2 separate regions of the Mus musculus genome follow, and region 2 is linked to region 1. The links are chromatin contacts, called in public promoter capture Hi-C maps. All regions are on one chromosome and are shown on one strand. Each heading gives the region's core, a stretch centred on a gene start, on an enhancer-like site or on the middle of the called end of the contact. The rest is flanking DNA. Distances are from core to core; before and after follow the strand shown. Region 1 has its middle 9.9 kb from the start of Ggnbp1. Region 2 has its middle 3.8 kb from the start of Tcp11.

What was found. Promoter capture Hi-C pulls out the DNA fragments that hold promoters and counts their contacts.
Region 2: a contact with region 1 is called in a promoter capture Hi-C map of stem cell-derived epiblast-like cells, with 3 times the contacts expected there. The contact joins two enhancer-like sites. A contact is called at or near these places in 3 of 39 promoter capture datasets (hippocampal neurons, liver and stem cell-derived epiblast-like cells) and 1 of 115 datasets of contacts at active chromatin or transcription factors (pancreatic cancer cells).

Annotation. Positions count from the first base shown.
Region 1 is chr17:27,036,466-27,041,849 of GRCm38.p6, reverse strand. No RefSeq gene overlaps it. Among named protein-coding and RNA genes, the nearest start is that of Ggnbp1, 9.9 kb to the right of the region's middle. Within about 2 kb of position 3,384, at least 147 of the 459 cell types and tissues checked have an H3K27ac peak or open chromatin away from gene starts, as enhancers often do. A contact at or near this core is called in pancreatic cancer cells and stem cell-derived epiblast-like cells, where this site is marked.
Region 2 is chr17:28,081,773-28,087,156 of GRCm38.p6, reverse strand. No RefSeq gene overlaps it. Among named protein-coding and RNA genes, the nearest start is that of Tcp11, 3.8 kb to the right of the region's middle. Within about 2 kb of position 2,041, at least 89 of the 459 cell types and tissues checked have an H3K27ac peak or open chromatin away from gene starts, as enhancers often do. A contact at or near this core is called in pancreatic cancer cells and stem cell-derived epiblast-like cells, where this site is marked.

The DNA.
Region 1 (5,384 bases), core at 2,135-4,634:
AACAGCACAGTATGCTGAGCACCAGGCAAGTATAACCACCGGAGATAGGGTTGAAGACACAGGAAGAGGCAGGGGCCTTGCCAGCCTTGGGAGTACTCTGGTGAGAGGGACAATGGGGCCAGGGCTCTGAACAGGGGATTGTAGGTTCAAACAACAGTAGTCTCCTGTTACAACAAAGCCTGTGTGTGTTAGCCCCTTCTCTGCTCTGGCTTGCGTGGAGGTCTCTAGTAACCTGTGAGGGACAGGAAACCGGATGTCTAGGGCAAGTGAAGTGACCGACCGCCCGGTGTTGTCCCACAGCTGATCTACACAGGCAGCTGGCCTCCCAGAGCTCAGGGTGAGTACTTCAACTCCTTGACACAGTAGGGAGCTCTGAGACTCATTCAACCCAGCCCTGTCCTCAGACTCTTCCCAGAGAATGACCTTGAACTCTCAACCCTCCCCCTCCCCCTACCTCCTTACCACTGGGATTAGACTGCACCTGGCTACCCTGCTGCCTTGTGCATTGTGCATCTCGCCCTGCCAGTCTCCCTGATGTCGTACACCCCTCTATAGCTCCTTCCGCCCGGGAACATGCCAGCTGAGTCACCTAGGTTGGCTTAGGCAGTGCTGTAAAATCTGGATGCAGTTGTGAGGAGGTTAGCCAAGTGGTTAACCCGACAGATTCACTCTCCCCATACACTCCTATCCCAGAATGCCCCCTAGGACCACCCACCAAGCCTGCCTGGTGCCATGGAAACAGCCCCCCCCCCGCCCCGGCCCCCCCCCCCCCCCCGGGCAATTGCTGTGGATCCTGACAGCCCTGGAGCCTGCCAGGGAGCCCAGGACTTCATGTACAGCAAGAACAGGGGAACACATTCAGGACCTGTGTTACCCTGACCTCACGGGAGCAGAGGATCCTGGGCTGGGCCGGCCAGTTCCACGGGTAGTTTGAGGACTCTGGAGTAAGGAAGGGCCCTGTCCAGACTCTTAAGGTGGCCACACAAGGGTCTAACCATCCCCTGAAGGAACTGAATGAGGATGCCTAAGATACACACTTGGTCAGGAAAGCGGCTGGCTTGGAGATCCTCATTGCCCCAGCATTTGGGAGGCAGAGGCAGATCAATGCCATCAGATCCAAGGAAGGGGAAAGTGACTCTGGGGAACAGAGACCATCGCTTTCGGCCCCATGGATAGGCCTTGCTCCCCACCTTCCCAGTCTCAGTTCCTGCTGCCTCCTCCTGGACAACCCCTCCCCCACCCCTGTGGCTCAGGACTCTTGCCTGGGAACTTCATTCACAGACGGGAGCTCCTGCAATCTATTAACAGGCTTGTGTTCATCTGTGCCTTGGGCACCGGAAGCTCTGAGCAGAAACTTGCACGGTTGGGTAGACTCGGCTGCTCTGGCGCACAGGCGTCTCCCTAGCTGCTGTGTGGCCTGCACCCTCCCGCCGCTCGCTCTCCAGCTGTGGGTGCCCTTCCCGCGTGCAACCTTCCCGGTACCTCACAGCCAGGCTTTGTGGTGCTGTGCGTTCTGCAGGGGGAGGGGCGCCACCTAAGGCACTAGGATCGCTTCACGGAGTACAGCCCAGGGGCACCCCTCAGAGTCCACACCTTCAGAGGGAAACCAAACCTAACTCATCCTCTCATCCGTTTGGAGCAGGGGCAGAGACAGGGTCTAGCAGAGCAGGTAGCCCAGGCTGGCCTCCAACTCCTGGGTTTACAGGTGTGCTGCCCCATGTCCAGCCAAAGGGGGAAGCCCTTGCGCTGGGTCTTGCTCCATAGCTCAGTGCTTAAACAGAGCGGGGACGGTGGTGATTATGAACGGACTGGTTCCGAGTTCCTTCTGGAACTTACTGCCATTCTCTTTTTGTTTTGTTGTGTTCTTCATTTTGAAATACTTGTTCATTTTGGAGTCAGGATCTCAGGGAGCCCGGGCAGGCCTCAACTCACTTGGTATCCAAGAGTGACCTTGAACTTCTGACCCTCCTGCTTCCACCTCCCAGGGTGTCCCTGCATCACTTGGGCTTGGGGCCCCCAACCCAGGGCCATGTGCATAGGAGGCAAGCTCTCTTCTTTTAAGGGTGCTCTGTGAGCGTGCAGGATGGTTTTTTTTTTTGTTTTGTTTTGTTTTGGATTTTTTTTTTTTTTGGCTTTTCACCAGCCTACATGAGGAGTCTGTGGTTTTCCCATTTCACGCCTCCTACAACGGGGGTGGGGGGGTGGGGGTGTGGAAGGCTAGTCTGAGGTCATGTGAGTTGTTACAGCGGGAGTGGCTTCCAGCCTGATGTGTCCTGTCCTGTTGTCCTGTCCCCCCACCCCACTCCCCATCCTCAATTCCTCCTCCTCTCCAGCTGGAGAGGATTCTGCTGCAGGTGGCTGCTCACTCCCCAGCCTAGGCTGGCAGAGCCTGGGGCAGCAGCTCACCTGGAGGTCCCGCATTCCTGCCAGGGCCCTGGCTCCCAAGCACCCCCCAACCTGAGGCCTGCCCTGAGTTCCAGATCATCCCTCGGCGTGGACCTGGAGCTGCTTTAATTACCTTCCACCTCCACAGCACAACCTGAGACACGTGTAGCCTGCCCTGCTGCCCCGTCTGAGACAAGCACAGGCAGACACCTGGATCCCCGCAGATAGGCAAACCCTAGTTTGATGGACCCAGCACCCTGTCCCTAACAGCCCCGTGCTGCGGACCTGACCGTGGCCACTCTCCCCCCCAACCCCCCACGTCGGTTCAAGTGAGCAAACTGGAGGTTCCTCCCTGCCTGGTGGGCTGAGCCTGGCAGTTGGGAGTTCAGATCTGATGGATTCTCTTCTCATCCACCACAGGAGCCTGCGCCGGTGATGCCTAAAGGCTTCCTGGCTCTCATAACAGAGGTGGAGACGCTCCAGTCTCCAGATCAGACCCAGAGGTGTCTGTGGGCTTCCACTCACTGCTGGGGACCCCTCCTTCCACTGAAGCTCCTTGTTTAGAATGTGTGACATCATCACCTTGTCTGCCAAGCCAGGCCTCCCGCAGAAGCCAGCCCTGGATGCCCCCGCCCCCACCCCCCGCCCCGGGCTGGGGAGAGGCCTCGTGCCTGCATTGACACACACACACAACACACACACACACACACCCCTCTCCCTCTCTCCCTGCCCCCAGACAGCAACAGCACCCATATTCCTTCCCCCTCGGTCTCTGTGGTTCACAGGAATCCTGAAGTAGATTGAGCTGTGAGGCTAGCCCACAGACATGGAAGAGAGGAATGGGCCAACCGCAGACGGAACCAAGCCTTCGGCCCCCCGGGGGTGGGGTGGGGGTGGAGAATCTACACATCCCAAAAAACACTGCCTCTGCCTGCCTGCCTAGGCCCCGCCCTTCCCAGCAGCACCCCGACTTGAAGGAAGTGATTAGCAGAGCAAACTGGGCACAGGTGAGTCACCAGGTCACAAGGCCTGGCTGACTCAGGACAGCCGGCCCCTCCACCAGCCTCCTGCTCTAGACTCTGAGTCAAGGCCTCCACGGGCCAGGACCAGGAAGCCTCGGAGAGAGCTCCTGCTCTCCCCCAACCCCAAAGTGTCCCTAATTGTCTCCAACCACCCCCTGCACCCCCCCACAACGATGGCAGGGGGGTGGGTAGGGAAGATGGGGAGCCTGTTATGCCTTCTTCAGTGAGCTAGGCTGGTCTATAGTGAGTTCTGCAGCGTACGTTCCACCACTCCAAGGTGATGGCTCCTCACCGGGCACCGGCCAACAGTGGCTACCATCACTATGATCAGTCACTGCCAACCCAGTCACTGGCCAACCCAGGCACCGTGGCACTCACCTGTAATCCCAGAACTCAGAAGCAGAGCCTGGCAGAGAGGGAGATGGGGACCAGAGCTGCCTCCGAAGACAATCAATCAATCCGACCTGATAGAGACCTGCAGGCTCTCTAGCCCAGCCGGCTGAAAACCAGATGTGTGGGTAGCACAAGGCAAGCTTCCCCCCACCCCCCATAAGCCTTCAGGGAGGCTTGGAGTCCAGGTCCAGGAGAGGAACAGGCCCTGCTGAGATAGCAGAGACCGCCTGGACCACAGCACTTCCTGGTGTCCCAGGAAACCTTGCTGAAGGCCACTCCTCCACACTCAAGTTCCCTTTGCCTCTGGATTTAGGCCTTTGCATCCACATAGTACCCCTTTAACACACACCCCCAACCTCTACCTGGGACCTCTGAAATACCCAGCCGTGACCAGCATCTAGTCTGGGAGAGCCGTTCTCCTGAACTTTCTTTCTTTTTTTTTTTTTTTTTAAAGATTTATTTATTATTATATCTAAGTACACTGTAGCTGTCTTCAGATGCACCAGAAGAGGGCATCAGATCTCACTACAGATGGTTGTGAGCCACCATGTGGTTGCTGGGATTTGAACTCAGGACCTTCGGAAGAGCAGTCGGTGCTCTTAACCACTGAGCCATCTCTCCAGCCCCTCTCCTGAACTTTCACATCTTCAGCTGTCAATTTGGCACATCTGGGAAGAGAGTGTTAACTCAAGGATTGCCTCCATTAGATTAGCCCTCGGTGTGCTTGTCCTCCTTCTCTTGATTGCTAACCGTTGCCAGGGGGCCCCAGCCTGTTGTGGGCGGTGCTATCCTAGGGCAGGTGGTCCCTGTGCTCTACAGAAAGGCAGCTGAAGGGCAGAGGACCCGGGTTTGGTTCCCAGCCGCCACATTGGGCGACTTACACTTGTCTATAACACCTGTTCTAGGAATCTGATACACTCTTCTGGATGCTGAGGTCACCGGTACTTAACACACACATGCGCTCTTGAGACACACACACACACACACACACACACACACACGATTTAAAGTAAATCTTAAAAAAAGAAAAAAGGTGGCTGAACAAGCCAGGGGAGAGAAACCAGTAAGCTTTGCCCTCCATGACCGTCTTGCCCTCCACGGCCACTGCTTCTGTTCTTGGCTTGAGTTCTGGTCCTGACTTCTCTCCACCATGAACTGACTGTAAGCTGTAAGATGAAATAAACCCTTTCCTCTCCAACTTGCTCTTGGCCGGAGCTTTATCACAGCGACAGAAAGGCAAACTAGAACGTACACCAGCTTCAGGGAACCCTTCCTCGCCTGTCCCCATCCCACCCCCAGCAGCCCTCACTGGTGCCCACAGCTCAGGGCCCCTTTCCTGGCTTTGTCCCTGAGCTGCCTGGGCAGGAGCTTCCTGCCCCGGAGAATTCCCGGATCCTCCAAGCCAGGACACAGTGTAGCCTGGGAACTCTGGGAGAGAGGGCAGTTGGGAGCTCTCCTCCTTGCTGGCAGACAGCACCTCCAAGTTAGCCTAAATCCCCTTCCTTCCTTCCTTCCTTCCTTCCTTCCTTTCCTTCCTTCCCTGCCCTGGAGCCCATTGGAGGCCCCCACACTAGCTGATCCGTG
Region 2 (5,384 bases), core at 792-3,291, 1.0 Mb before region 1:
TGAGTATGTATATATGTGTATGAATGTGTATGCATATGTGTGAGTGTGTGTGACTGAGTGAATTGTGTGTATGTGTATGTATGAGTGTGTATGTGTGAGTGTGTACATGTGTATGTGTGAGTGTGCATATATGTGTGAGTGAATATGTACGTGTGCATGAATGTGCATATGTGTGAGTGAATGTGTATATGTGTGTGTGAGTAAATGTGTATATGTGTGTGAGTGAATGTGTGTGTGAGTGAATGCATCTGAGTGTGTCTGTGTGTCTGTGTATGTGAGCGTATATATGTGTATGTATATGTGCATGTGTGTGCATATATGTGTGAGTGAATATGTGTATATGTATGAGTGTGTATGTGTGCATGTGTGTGAATGTGAGTGAATGTGTGTATGTGAGTGAATGTGTGTGTGTATGTGTGAGAGAATGCCTGTGTGTCTGTGTGAGTGAATGTGTGTGAATGTGTGTATATAAGTGTGTATATGTGAGTGTGTGTGTTTGTGTGTGTGTGTGAGCTCACACTGCAACTTCCCCGTTCTCTTGTGGTAGGAAGGGAGAAAGAACTACAGAAACCTTGGTGTGTGTGACATCTCTACTGTTAGAGATGAGAGAGAGGCCGCGGTGGTCTGGGAGGAGGGAGGAGGGAGGAGGGACGTGGATGGGCAGTCTTTGTCCGAAGAGGACAGAGCGTTTGTTGAGGATGATGGAAAGGGCTTGGGTATAGATAAGTAACAATGTTACTCAACATTGTAACTTTAATTTATTTAAAATGTCCCGGAATTGTCTATGCAGGAACGGGTAAAGTGATAAATATTATACTATTTTACCACAAATAAAAACCCCTACAGCAATGACCCCCTAACTTCTCAGCCATTTCTTTTGAGATCAACTTCAAATAGACTGGCTCTCCATGTCACTCTTTGTCAGGTCATTATATTCAGCTCTCGGTACAATTTAGATAATTACAGAAGACAGGAATGATTGAAACCCATCTCTTGCTCCAGCTAACTCGCAGTGCCTTCATCCCTGTCCAGTCCTGTGTGTCCAGTAGACAGTCTTTACCGAAGTTGGTAAAATAAAACACAGGCCCCCACCTCCAGTGGGGGCCCCCGTCTGAGGAAATGGGCTATGTGAAATCCCAAGATTTCGAAAACAAAATTGGTGGCTGGTCATTTGCCTTACAAAGGCTGCCTCACTCAACAAAAGGGTTTGCTCAAACCGTCCTTTAAGAAGGGAGGCCCTGGAGCATTTAATGATATTATTGGATTAAAATGAAATCCCGTGGACCATTCAAGGACACCAAGTTGGAAGTATGTGAATGTATTGTATTGTGTTGAGAGCAGTCAGGGTTCTTGACAAATGGACCCAAAGAAACACACGAAGGAAACAAAACGAGTTTTCTTGGCCTAAAATCCTGGTGGCTGTCTGGGAAGTCTTTTTAAGAGTTCTGTAAGTGATTTATTTAAGACCAGTAAGGCCCGGAGGCCTGCGATGTGTCCATTTTATGAGAGAGAGCTGGTGTCATATTTAGGGTCAGAGTCATGACTCCTGCTGACCCCTGTCACCTGCCCTAATCAAAATGGGTTTCTGGGACCTGAGCTCAACTCTATCCTGACATGGCAAAAAAATAAAAATACAAAACCAAAAAAACCCAAAACCCTCTCTGTTGCCAGAAAGCATATTGGACAGAAATGAGGGCATTATTTATGTCTGCATTAGGTACATTCTGGGGCCCATAAAGGTTTAATTGTCCCTCCAACTTAAAAAAAAAATTATTATTTTTTTTAAATCCACAAAGAGGCTGCCAGCTTTTCCCCGGAGTTGAAAACCAACTGAATATAGTTCTTTGGGAACAGCTTAAGTGTGTAACTCGCGCCCGTGTCCCGGGCACAAGGAGCAATTGTTTTGGGGACGTAGCTTAGAGAACGTTTTCAAGTTGGCGTTTGTGGCTGCTGAGTCACTGGGGAGAGCGGAGGGGGGAAGTAGGCAGAGGGAGGGGGAATCCCAGGTTCTCCCTCGACAGTCTCGCTGCCCTCTGCTGCCCCCTACCGGTCGCTCGACAGAACCCTCCAGTTCTGCTGCCATGGCCCCAGCCCCAGTTCAATACAGAGTAATCATAGGCGCAACCTGTGACTACAAGGTTTAAGGGGTGCTCTGGAGAAAGGGTAAACTGTTTTGTTTTTTGAGGACCGTTAGCGACATCCACGGAGTGTGGGTTCTGGGCAAGTGTGCTGAGGGCTCTGGACCAGCAAAGTCCCTTGAATCTTGTTGAAGAAAGACTGGTTCAGAAGCAATGTCGTGATTGTAACTTCCAGAATCTTCTTTGTTCTGGACTCTGAGCTCTCTACGGGATCCGTCGCGATTACAGCCGCCACACTTCCCTTTGACCCTTAAGCCACCTCCAGATTACCTCAGCCTTTCTCATAGCCTTGGGGGGTTGTGGGGAGTCGGTGGAAAGAAACGCATTTGTCAAGAGACTAAAACCAATCGTTTTGACGTGCGGTTCTGTGTGTGAGGGAGGCCCCGGGGAGAGTCTGCCCCAGTTTACACGAGTCCAACTGGTTCCATTTAAATGTCCCGCACTGTATTTACTGCACCCCCACCGCTTGGGCCGGCTGTTTATCTTCCAGTCGACCTGACGGCCTTGGCCTCTATTTAACTTAAGCCCTCACTGTTTCCGTCCGTGACCTATCATTTACGCGGTTTTCCTTCAGAAGATGTAAATATTTATTTACAGTGTTGGCATTAACTCTTCCAAAGTTCTATACATCGCACAGTAAACACACTGAGCTGTGTGGATTCGTCTCGAAATTTTTTCCATAAACTGGTGGTGACCTTGGACCAGTCTTTCTTTTATCATCCTGAGCTCAGAACGGCTTTAGTAATATTAGGGGTTTTGTTTGGTTTGGTTTGGTTTGGTTTTTGGGCTTTTTTTGTTTTGTTTTGTTTTTTACTTCCCCATCCGCACCCAGGATTTCTTTTAAAATTTGAGTTCCCTCATAGCCACGTGGAACCAGCAGGCCACTGTTTTTTGTCTTTTGGTTTTTTTTTCAGAATATCTTTGGGGATTAGACCGACTCTCAGTATAATTTGCTTCCTAGGGTAGGGGTACACAGAACCGTATTTACCCAATGAGAATATCTATTCAGTCTCACTCACCCAGTCGGGGAATGGCGGAGGCATGGGGGCGGGGATTGTAGGGGCAGGGGCCTGGCATTTCTTTTCTTCAGTACTTTCTCTCTCCCTCACCCTCCTCCCCACCCCCAACACACCTCTCTTCCTCTCTCTCTCCTTTCTCTTTCTTTGACAGGTTCACATGTGGCTCAGGTTGGCCTCAAACTCTCTACATAGCCAAGGATGACCTTGAAAATTTTGGACCTCCTGCTTCTACTTCCCAAGTGCTGGGATTACAGGTGTGAAACATCAGGCTGGGGCTGGACGGAAATATACACACCTGCTTCTCAATCTGGGCTGTGGGGACCCAGGAGGACAGAGGCATTAGATAGCCTAGACAGGCAGCCCTTCCTTCCAGGGTGATAATTCTCAAGTAATTAAAGGGAGTGGGAATTAAGGGTTGGAATAGATGTGAGAGGCTGCTGTGGTGTTACTGCCTGGAAGCTAGCACTTGGGAGGCAGGTGTAGGAGCATCACACACTCGAGGGAAGCCTGGGCCACATATTGAGTAGGAGGCCAGCTGGGCTACAGAGCGGAGCGAGACTCAGTCACAGACAAACGGCCTTATAGGAAATCCTATGTGCTTGGGACCCCCAACCTTTCTCTGACCTGCCCCCGCCCCCCCGTGGAGTTCACCAGGACCCTACGTGCTACATCTCCTTGCACGTGGACAGCATCTCAGCCAGAGCAGAGCACTCAGTGTGACTTCAGAAGTAGCCTGTGATCTGGTCAACCTCTTGCCCATTCCTCTTGGTTACGCCTCGAAATGGCTCTCATCAGGCCTCATACGTGGGGACAGTCCAATGTGACACCCGCTTTTGCCTGTTTGCATGGGTGGGATTTGGGGGCTATTGTACGTGTTTGGAATGTAAAAGCGCCCAGTAAATCATTAAGCAGGAAGTCAGTGATTAACTAAGACACCCCCCCATCCCCCTCCCTGAGGAAGGAGGCCATATCTCCTCTCGTCCTTCTAGGCTCTTGACGATAACTTTTGCTTGGCTGCTTCTGATAAGTGTTAATGATAAGGATCCTGGACGTCTGCACCTTGCCTGGCTCTGGGAAAACGCTTCCCTTAGCCTTCCTCGGTTCCCTCCTCGGCCACCTCCACGCTCCCCTCTTCTTGCTTCAGCCCCACCCCCACCATAGATGCCTGCTCTGATTATCTCCCTACAACCCTCCAAGAGAAGTCAGATTTTAAAAGTTTTAATTACACTGTGTGTATGTGTGTGCGTGCGTGTGCGCGCGCACGTGTGTGTGTGTGTGTGTGTGTGTGTGTACATGGTGTGGCACAGGTGTGGAGCCTGAGGCCAGCTCGTGTGTGGCAGGTCTCTCCTGGAATTATGGGAGTCTTGGGGATTGAACTCAGGAGGTCAGGATTGGAAGCTGGATCCTTGGCCCATTAGTGCATTTGGCTGACCCACAGATGTTATATAGAGAGCGGCTATTTTACGAGTACAGATAGATTCCTAGGGGAATTCAGACATCTGGGAAGAGCTCTATAGCACTGATTCTTTTATCGGGAGGGCTACTATTTAAAAACAAGCTCAATTTTTTTTCTCTCCTTGACATTAATAGTCCCAAATAGGCCAGGCAGTGGTGGCGAAAGCTTTTAATCCCAGTACGCATGGAGGCAGAGGCAGGCAGATCTCTGGGAGTTTGAGGCCAGCCTGGTCTACAGAGGGAGTTCCAGGATAGCTGGGGCTACACAGAGAAAACATGTCATAAAAAAAAATGTTTTCCCTGCATGTATGTGTATGTGTGTGTACATACACACACACACACACACACACACACACACACACACACCCTTAGGGGCCCCACAAGAGGGCACCAGGTATTTCTAGGCCGCCACTTGGGTGCCATCTTTCCAGACTCCGAGTTTTCATGTGACAGGAAGCTGTGACATCACTGCGTAGCTTCTGTTCACGTCCCCGTTGACCACCTGGAGGGAAATTCCAAGAAGCACACCCCGAAATTCCAAGAAGCACAATGGGGAGGGAGGAAGGAAGCTTAGTATGTGCTGGAGATAGTTTAGGTGGTCGGTGAGAATTGAACCCAGGGATACCAACCAAGCTACAACCTTAAATTCTTTTCAGTAAATCCTACCTTGCAGTATTGGAACTGAACCTGGGCCCTCAAACATGGCCGGCATTTTGTTACTAAGTTGCACCCATTATCTGGCTTTGTTTTGTCTTTAAACTTTAGTTGCTTC